Regions from separate parts of the Zea mays genome. Here all the other regions are linked to region 3. A link is a contact called in public Hi-C data. All regions are on one chromosome and are shown on one strand. Each heading gives the region's core, a stretch centred on a gene start, on an enhancer-like site or on the middle of the called end of the contact. The rest is flanking DNA. Distances are from core to core; before and after follow the strand shown. Region 1 holds the start of LOC100286253 (protein kinase domain containing protein). Region 2 has its middle 11 kb from the start of LOC118476126. Region 3 holds the start of LOC109943509 (trihelix transcription factor GTL1).

Region 1 (2,700 bases), core at 184-2,683, 210 kb before region 3:
AATGTTCGCGCGCCACGTGTGCGATGCACGCACGTCAGCACCGCAAGTTAACAAGTCGGCAAGCCAGATCTGGGCGCCTCGGAGGACGCGACGACCCCGCCCTCGTGGCTCACACCTTCCTCTGGCCGTCCGATCTCCTCTCCACGGCGGAGATGGATCCCTGCGCGCGCTGCTCCAGGGTGCGCACCACGTCGGCCATGGACGGCCGGAGGCTGGGGTTGTCGCCGACACAGGCCGCGGCCAGCGCCGCCACCGCGGCGGCCTCGGCGGCGTCGTAGGCGGTGCCGAGCCTCTCGTCGACCAACCCGCGCGCGTCGCAGGGCGGGTCGCCTGCCCTGAGCCGCGGCGCGACGACGGCAGTGAGGAGCCGGCCTTCCTCCGCGCAGAAGGCCTCCATCCCCGTGAGCAGCTCCAGGAGCAGGACGCCGAAGCTGTACACGTCGCTCTTCTTGGTGACCACGCCGGAGCGGATGTAGTGCGGGTCGACGTAGCCTGGCGAGCCCAGCATGGTGCGCGCGGACGAGCGCGGGCGGACGGCGGCCGAGAACCCCATCCGCGCCGACCCGAAGTCGCACAGCTTGGCGGACATGGACGCGTCCAGGAGCACGTTGGACGCCTTCACGTCGCCGTGCACCACCTGCGGCTCGCAGCGGTCGTGCAGGTGCTCGAGCGCGCGCGCCACCTGCAGCGCCACCGACACCCGCCGCGCCCACGGCATCGTCCCCGCGGCCTTGCCCCCGCCGTGGAGCCGCTCGTGCAGGTTCCCGTTCGCCGCGAACTCGAGCACCAGCACGCCTTCGTCTGCGACTCGGGGGGAAAAAAAAGCCAGAGCCTTCCGTCAGCACTCAGCACAGCACAAGGAAGGCGCACTAGGCGGAGCGCGAGAAAGCAGAGCAGAGGAGATGACCCACCTTGCTGGTCGCAGAAGGCTAGGAGGCGGACGATGTGCGGGTGCCGGACGCGCTGGAGCGCGTCGAGCTCCTGGCGGAACACGCGGTGGAGGCGCTCGCTGCTGCGGTGGACCTTGACGGCGGCGAGCGCGCCGGAGAGGCGCGCCAGGTACACGGTGCTGAACCCGCCCTCGCCGACCACGGCCGAGGTGAACCCGCCCGTCATCGCCTCAACCTGCGCCCACGACAGCCCCCGCGGGCCGGCCTCGACCCCCTTCTCGGCCTTGCCGTCGGACACCCCGAAGCCCCCGTCCTCGTCGCGTTCCCGGCCGTCGGCCGCCGCATTGGCGCCACACCCGCAGCAGAAGAACCTGTACCTCTGCACTCCCATCTTGTCCAAAGAAAGTTTCTTGAACAAACCAGGGAGGAGTGGAGAGGGGAGATGACAGCGGAGGAGGACTTGTGAGGCACCTAGAGGCTTGTGGGTGAAGAAGAAGGGAGATGATGGCGCCTCTGCCTCTCTGTATTTGTTTCTCTGTGTACTTGGGGTTGGGATGGGCGGAAGGCTGATATATATATGGGAGAGGTGTATGGGGGATTCAGATTTGGTGGGGGGTTTGAACTGTGAAGTGCCAACTTATCAGGATCACAGGATGTAAACTGTGGAGGGGATGATGTAAGCAAGCGAGAAACTTGTTTATGCAGTCATTGGCATGCAGATGCAGCAGCGCCGCAGACCTGCAGTGGCAGGGATGATAGGGTGCCTGACAAGTGGACCCACCTTACTCACAAGGACAGTACTATTGTTGCCTCACCAAATATGCTATTAGGCGGGGACTCATCGATCGAACCAACCGTTCGTTATTATTATTATTATTGGTGTTATTAATCTATTCCTCCATTATCCGTGGAGCTCCATGGATTACAGCGAGACTATGCACTTGTTTAGACCGTATAATTGGACCAGTACACCAATACACGTACCGTGTGTGACGACTAGATGTATGCATGCATGATCAACAAACATATCAAGGGAGTGAGCCTGTGTCTGTCCAGCTCCAGTAGGTGTGGAAGCTTGCGGCCGATTAGGTTTCAGCTGAAGCTTAACGAATAACGACGGCACGCATCATATGGGCAAAGCCGAGGCGTGAACAGTGGACGTGGTTCCTTTCCTTGGCGATCCAGGATGTCTCGCACCCACCACTGATCGGTGACCGATGCAGCAGCAGCACTGGGCTGGGCTGGGCTGGGCTGGGCTGGGCTGGGCAGGTTCTTGAGGTGACGTTTTCCAGGGCTTGTACATACATACATCGGAAAAAGCCGGAAGCTTCAGCGGGCAGCGGACATGTCAGGTTGCCGCTGCCGAGCTCTGGTCAGCTCAAATCAGGAAAAAAGGTCCTGATGACCGGTCGCTTGCTCGCTCACCGCATGCCGCAGCAGTGAAAAAATAACATCGAGATTTAACCAGTATGGTTACTGCTACTAGTACGATAGTTACGGCGACTGGCCAAGTGTTAGGTGAAAAACCGGAGCTCTTATTTATCCTGCCTAGACATGTCCAAATGGACCGGCCCGCCAGTGGGCCCGTGACCCGGCACGGTCGTGGCCCGGCACGAGCACGGTCCAGCCCGACTAGAACCGTGCCCGGGCCGGCCCGGTCCGATAGCCGTGTCGGGCTTGGGCTAGTCTTCTGGCCCGCGGTGCAGGCACGGGCCCGGCACGATTAATTAGTAGACACGATAACGGCACGTTTTAGGACCTTATTTTGTAACTGTCAGTCTGTTTTTAGCTATAATACTGATAATATGTT
Region 2 (2,700 bases), core at 63-2,562, 200 kb after region 3:
GACGGGGATTAAATTTCCCCATTTAGATCCCCGCGGGGACTAAATTAATCTTATACCCGTCCCCTAATTGGGGAATTCCCCGCGGGGAATCGGGGAACGGGTCCCCATTGCCATCTCTAGTTACTACTACATATCGCCGATATGTAATAACTGAACTTTTTGTTGGGTGCTATTCTACACCACCAATATGAAAATACAAATTCAAATTAGTCAATACAGAAATCGGAACGGAATATATCCCCACCAGTGTCCTGCTACCCAAGTGACTCGCCAGTTTGACCGGCGGGCATATCGGCCGGCCGGACGTACTTACGGCCGGCCATGCATCATTAGCGCGTCGACGCTAACGAACGAACGAATTACTAGTATTCCTGAGCAGTATAGACGACGCGGCGGCTCGCGCATTTGAAGTCAAATTGCACTGCAGTTCTCGTCCGATCCAAGCAATAAGCAGCATGTCGGCCGCCGGCGCGGCTGACAGTTACCGCTGTGCCAATGCTAAGCTAATGGCGACAACAAGGCCTTGCCTTTTTACTCTGTCGCAGTCGTAACCAACTAGAGAGAATTGGTCTTCTTTTCTTTTACTGCCGATGAAGCCGTCCTTAGTCGTAGCATTCATTACCTTCGATCGGCTGTCATCAATCGAGAAGCGGCGGCAACGACTGGTCGACATGCGCATGCATGTCCGGTAGCTTAGCTGGTGGTGGTGGACTGGTGGCTGGCTGTGCATGCTGTGAAAAATGTGGACGGACACGGACGTACGTAGTGTCCGGCCGGTGCGGTGAAGAAGAACGCGGCTTCGCGTGCGTGCGTGCGCCCTGAGACAGGAGAGCTAGCTAGGCTCGCGGTTGTTTCTCCGATCCGTTTTCCCATGACGTTTGACCGGAGTGCGCGCTGACCAGCTGTTGCTATCATCGTTTCGGTTTGACCCGGCCCCCCGATTTAAGATGTTGCGCGTTCTCCAGATAAGGACGATGTCGACGCGGTTTTTTCATTCGAGGTTAGCGCCTAAATCAGGTTTTCAGTCTGCTATTTTCGAACGTCCTTTTAATTTTTAGACGAAAGGAAACGAGAGAACCTGAAGCTAGTTGCGGCGCAAAACTGGCCAACACGGTCCACCCCGCGCGCGCTTCACGATGATAAGATATGCAATAATGAAAACCACTACGCAATCGCAAAGCTAAAGTAAAAATAAAAATAATGAAGCTAAGCCTGAAGGTCGCAGTCACCCCCGCGCCAACGATGCCTTCTTTGGAGCTAGCAGAGCAGTGATAAAAGCACCTCGCTGTCGTCGGCAGCATGCATGATAGTGGCGTCACTGTTGGCCACCTTCACGTACGGCAGCCACACCACTCGTGGCTGCGGCTGCGCCAGCCTCTGCCATCACACGCGCGCGTCGGCGGCGGCATCATGGAAAAGCCAAATTCCAAATCCACCTCGTTCCCCATTCCCCCGCACGAACGTACGGAGATAGATAGCTATATATCGATCCCTGCAAGGCTGCATGACAACCCAAAATGCATCTCCGGCGGCCTTCAAAGATGGTGGTGGTCAGAGTCAGTTTCAATTGAACTGCAGTTGTTGCGAAACGAGAGGACAGAGAGACCGGCCGGCCGGCCGGCCGGCGGCAGGGGTTGGTTGAGAGTCAAAGACGAACAGCTCTCTTTCTCTATCCGGTGTCGTCGTGGTTTTTCTTAATTACAGTACACTGCGATAGATGGCACAATTATTGGAGTTGGACGAACGTGATGCATGCAATGCATGGTAGCTAGGGGAGGTGCAATTTGACTCCTCGACCGTGACTGTTAACTAAGCGTTTCTGGTCACATAGATTAGTTTGACAACCCACCACTAGCTAGCTAGGCGATAGGATGCATGCACGGCTCTCTTGCATGAGATCGTCGAACTGAACAAGGTAGTTGGACACTTGGACGACGCTGCTATCGGCCGGTTGCCCCGGCGGTTCCAGCTTAACACGTCCGTGCAGCTAGCTCCGATCCGCGCGCGTGCCGGGGCCCCGCAGAACAGGAGAGAAACACGACGACGACGATCTCCGTTGCGCTGGCAGTCAATCTCTACTATCCCTTAAGAAGGTAAGGAGGGCGTCCACCACCACGCGGCTCCGCCCTCCTCCCGCGTTGCTCCCCCCGCTAATCTCGCCGCGTGAGGCCCGTCTTCGTTCCCCCCGCTAATCTCGCCGCGGCATCCAATAGCTCCGCCCTCGCCCTCCACCCCACCTGTCCACGCTCGCGCGGCCTCCCTCGCGCCCCACCTCAATCTCCTACGGATGTCCCCGTCCTCGATCTCCTGCGGATGTCCCCGCATCTCGCGGCCGCCGTGCCCACGCGCCATCGTCCTTCCCCCGTCGTGCCCCCATCCCCCTGATGCTCGCAACGGCCAACACATGGCTACCTCCATGGCCGCCGCCTTCACTCGATATCTCTCCTCGCCCTTCCCTCTACCGCATCCATCGGATCTAGGAGCAGGACGTCGCGTGGAAGCCCGTGCCAACGCCGTAGCCTCGCAGAAGCCGCTAGCACGCTCCCTTCGACGGTAACGGGCCCTACGGTAGCGCCCTCCGCCATGCTCGCACCAGATCTAGGAGCAGGGCGTCGCATGGAAGCCTGTGCCCACGCTGGCGGCCTCGCACAAGCCGCAAGCGTGCTCCCTCCGATGGTAAAGGGCCCTATGGCAACGCCC
Region 3 (2,700 bases), core at 124-2,623:
GTAAAACACCAGAGCGGATTTCTTTTTCTGGAAAAGTGGGGAAGGAGAGCGATATCGAGCTATTTTAAAATGGAAAAAGCCACTGTTCTCGTGAAGGATGGGTAAGGAAAAAAGCACAAAAGAAGTGTTCTTTAGCCGGGTAAGTAGTAGTTAATTAACTGGGCCTGCTAACCAAATCGGCGCCAGGGGCCGGTCCCGGAAGGCCGACGAGATTTCATGCAGCATCCCGCCGACGAGAATTCCGTTGCGGAGGCGCGCCGGGACGACGTACGGCGTGGCGAGCGATTCAGCTAGCTAGTTACGTACCTGGAGACCTGCTCCCAGAGGGGACCCTTGAGGGTGGCGTCCCGGAAGGCGGCGTCCATGTCGGACCGGATCTTGAGCAGCTCCAGCGTCTCCTGCCGCGGCCACCGGTTGCCCGCCGAGCCGCCGCTGGCGCCCTCCTCGCCAGCTGCTGCGGCGGCCAGGCCCTCGGCGTCGAAGCCCACGGCGCCGGCGCCGGACGCGCCGAGCTCGTCGTACTGCTTCGCCGGCGTCGATGCCGGCGGCCGGCTGCTGATGGGCGACGGCGCCTCCGCCAGCGAGATCCGCTGCCCGGCGCCGCCGGCCGGCGAGAATGGCGGCGGCATCTCCACCTGCTGTGCGCCGAACTGCTGCGCTGGGCCTCCACCGCTTGCCCCGCCGCCTCCTCCCCCGTGCTGCTGCTGTTGCATGCTAACAGCACCTGCTCCCGCACACGCGCACTTGTGCACGTCGCCCGGTGTTACCACGGGGGAATGGAGGTCGTGAGACGATCAGTACATGAGGGGTAGGTGAAAAAGGTGGGAGGCAAGGACAACTGGGAAGAGGAGAGACGGACCTCAGAGGGATAAGAGTATGGAGAAGGGAAGGAGGCCAGAGAGGGGGGGGGGGGGGGGGGGGGGGGAAGGGAAAGAGATGCAGAAGAAGGAAGTAGCCAGAGAAGAAGAAGGGGGAGGAAGCACTAATAGTACTACAGGAACGCTGGCAAAAATAAAATGTACTCCTTCAAGAGGAGGAAGATGAGAGGAAAAATAATTAAGATACCATCAATAAGTAGCCTCCAATAAATAATAGGGAGGATGGGAGAGAGAAAGATGAGGAGAATATGATATCTGTGATGAGGGTAAGGAAGACGATGGGGGTATGTAGGGTGAAGGAGAGAGAAGATGAAAGTTGAGAAATGTTGAGTACTGCTGCAGGAGAGAGATAGAAAGATGGAGAGGTGTGCAGAAGATGATGAGAGGGATGATGTGGGAGATAAAACAAACAAGATGCTGCGCTGTCAGGGGGGCTTTACCTCCCTGCCTAATACAACTTATTAGTAAAAAACCAAAAGGACAGAGGAGAGAGGGAGAGGAGTGTGGGGCAAAAAATGGTAGAGAGAGAAGCATGTGAGGCAGGAGAGACAGGGAGGGAGTGCTGGAAACTGTGGGATGAGTGAGAAAGGGGTGAGAGAGATGGGGGAGGCTTGTAATAAAAGGGAGAGGGGCACAAATACCCTCTCTACAGAACTCCCCTACCTCAATCCCCATGAAGGAATATGTTGGATTCTGTGATCATCTTAGTTATTTTGCTACATACTAATACGCGGTAGTCATTTGTTATGCATAAGATTATTACTGGGCTTGAAATACAGTAATTTTTGGATGTTATCTTGTGCCCATGGTAACTATACGTATAATAACATCCGGTAAATATACAATAAAAGTTATGCATATTTACAAAGAATATAATACTAACTAGCTGCTCTATGTGGTGGCAACTAACCTAAGGTGCAACGACTATTACGCCCCGTTTGGATCACTGGAATTGAATTCCATTCTAATAATAGTAATTTATGCATATATCAATTAAGCTAATTCATTTTTATACAAAATATATTTGTATACTATTATTAGCAAGATGTCCTAGATATTTATGTGCTACATTTTTATTATAGAGGAGTAGAACGAAGAGTGTCATGTAAGTTACAGATTAGAAACAAATTCTAATCATGCATAAAATCATTTCCTATCCTCCACCCTATGAATTTTAGATAGGCTTATATCTGAACTTTGGAAAGTGGTGGAATGCCAAATTCGAAACTAAATAAGTTACTTTATTGAGTGAATTCCAATTCCTTTAAAATGAAGGGATCCAAACGCCCCGTTAGAGCAATCAGGGGGGCATCAAAACAAATTACCTTGACCCAAGGTTCATTTTGTAGACGAAAATCCACAGATGAGATAAAATAGCAAATAAACTTTAACAATTATACATACAAAACAAAACTAGTTAGAGTAGAAAGAAAACAAAACAGATACTATAAAGGCAGTATAGGGCTGTGATGAGGCAGACAAGACCACATTATAACAGCTGTAATGTGGGCCCTCCCGGAGAGCGAAAGAGGTGCAGAACGTGCACGGCGATTAACGCGGACCCCCAATCCCCCCACACCCCAAATCCACCCCACCAAAGTGACGTGAAGGATAACGCCACTGGCTTGTGGGACCAAAGCATCCACCGGGCCCATGAGTCATGTGCAAAGCGTGGGGCTAGATGCGTGCCAAAGTGGAGCAGGGGAGTATAAAAATGGCCATGCATTGGCATGTTGTGGTTAATCCCTCACTTTCCAGGTAATAATAAATGCTCATGTGGCCCTTTTCAATGATTAGGCATAAAAATCTGGATGATTAATTA

Evidence for each region. Hi-C and Micro-C count contacts between places; a contact is called where the count stands out from the background.
Region 1: a Hi-C map of root tip shows a contact between it and region 3, with 2.9 times the contacts expected there. The contact joins the promoter of LOC100286253 here to the promoter of LOC109943509 in region 3. A contact is called at or near these places in 4 of 25 Hi-C or Micro-C datasets (bundle sheath, ear, leaf and 1 more).
Region 2: a Hi-C map of leaf shows a contact between it and region 3, with 5 times the contacts expected there. The contact joins the enhancer-like site here to the promoter of LOC109943509 in region 3. A contact is called at or near these places in 5 of 25 Hi-C or Micro-C datasets (bundle sheath, ear, leaf and 1 more) and 1 of 3 datasets of contacts at active chromatin or transcription factors (leaf).

Annotation. Positions count from the first base shown.
Region 1 is chr1:229,274,425-229,277,124 of Zm-B73-REFERENCE-NAM-5.0, reverse strand. It overlaps LOC100286253 (protein kinase domain containing protein), which reads right to left and starts at 1,433. Exons shown (of 2, transcript NM_001159140.1): 1 at 912-1,433; 2 at 1-801. The coding sequence starts at 1,281. The coding sequence ends at 110.
Region 2 is chr1:228,860,798-228,863,497 of Zm-B73-REFERENCE-NAM-5.0, reverse strand. No RefSeq gene overlaps it. Among protein-coding and RNA genes, the nearest start is that of LOC118476126, 11 kb to the right of the region's middle. Within about 2 kb of position 1,312, at least 12 of the 20 cell types and tissues checked have an H3K27ac peak or open chromatin away from gene starts, as enhancers often do. A contact at or near this core is called in bundle sheath, leaf and tassel, where this site is marked.
Region 3 is chr1:229,063,497-229,066,196 of Zm-B73-REFERENCE-NAM-5.0, reverse strand. LOC109943509 (trihelix transcription factor GTL1) reads right to left here and starts at 1,373. Exons shown (of 3, transcript XM_020546729.3): 1 at 307-1,373. The coding sequence starts at 713.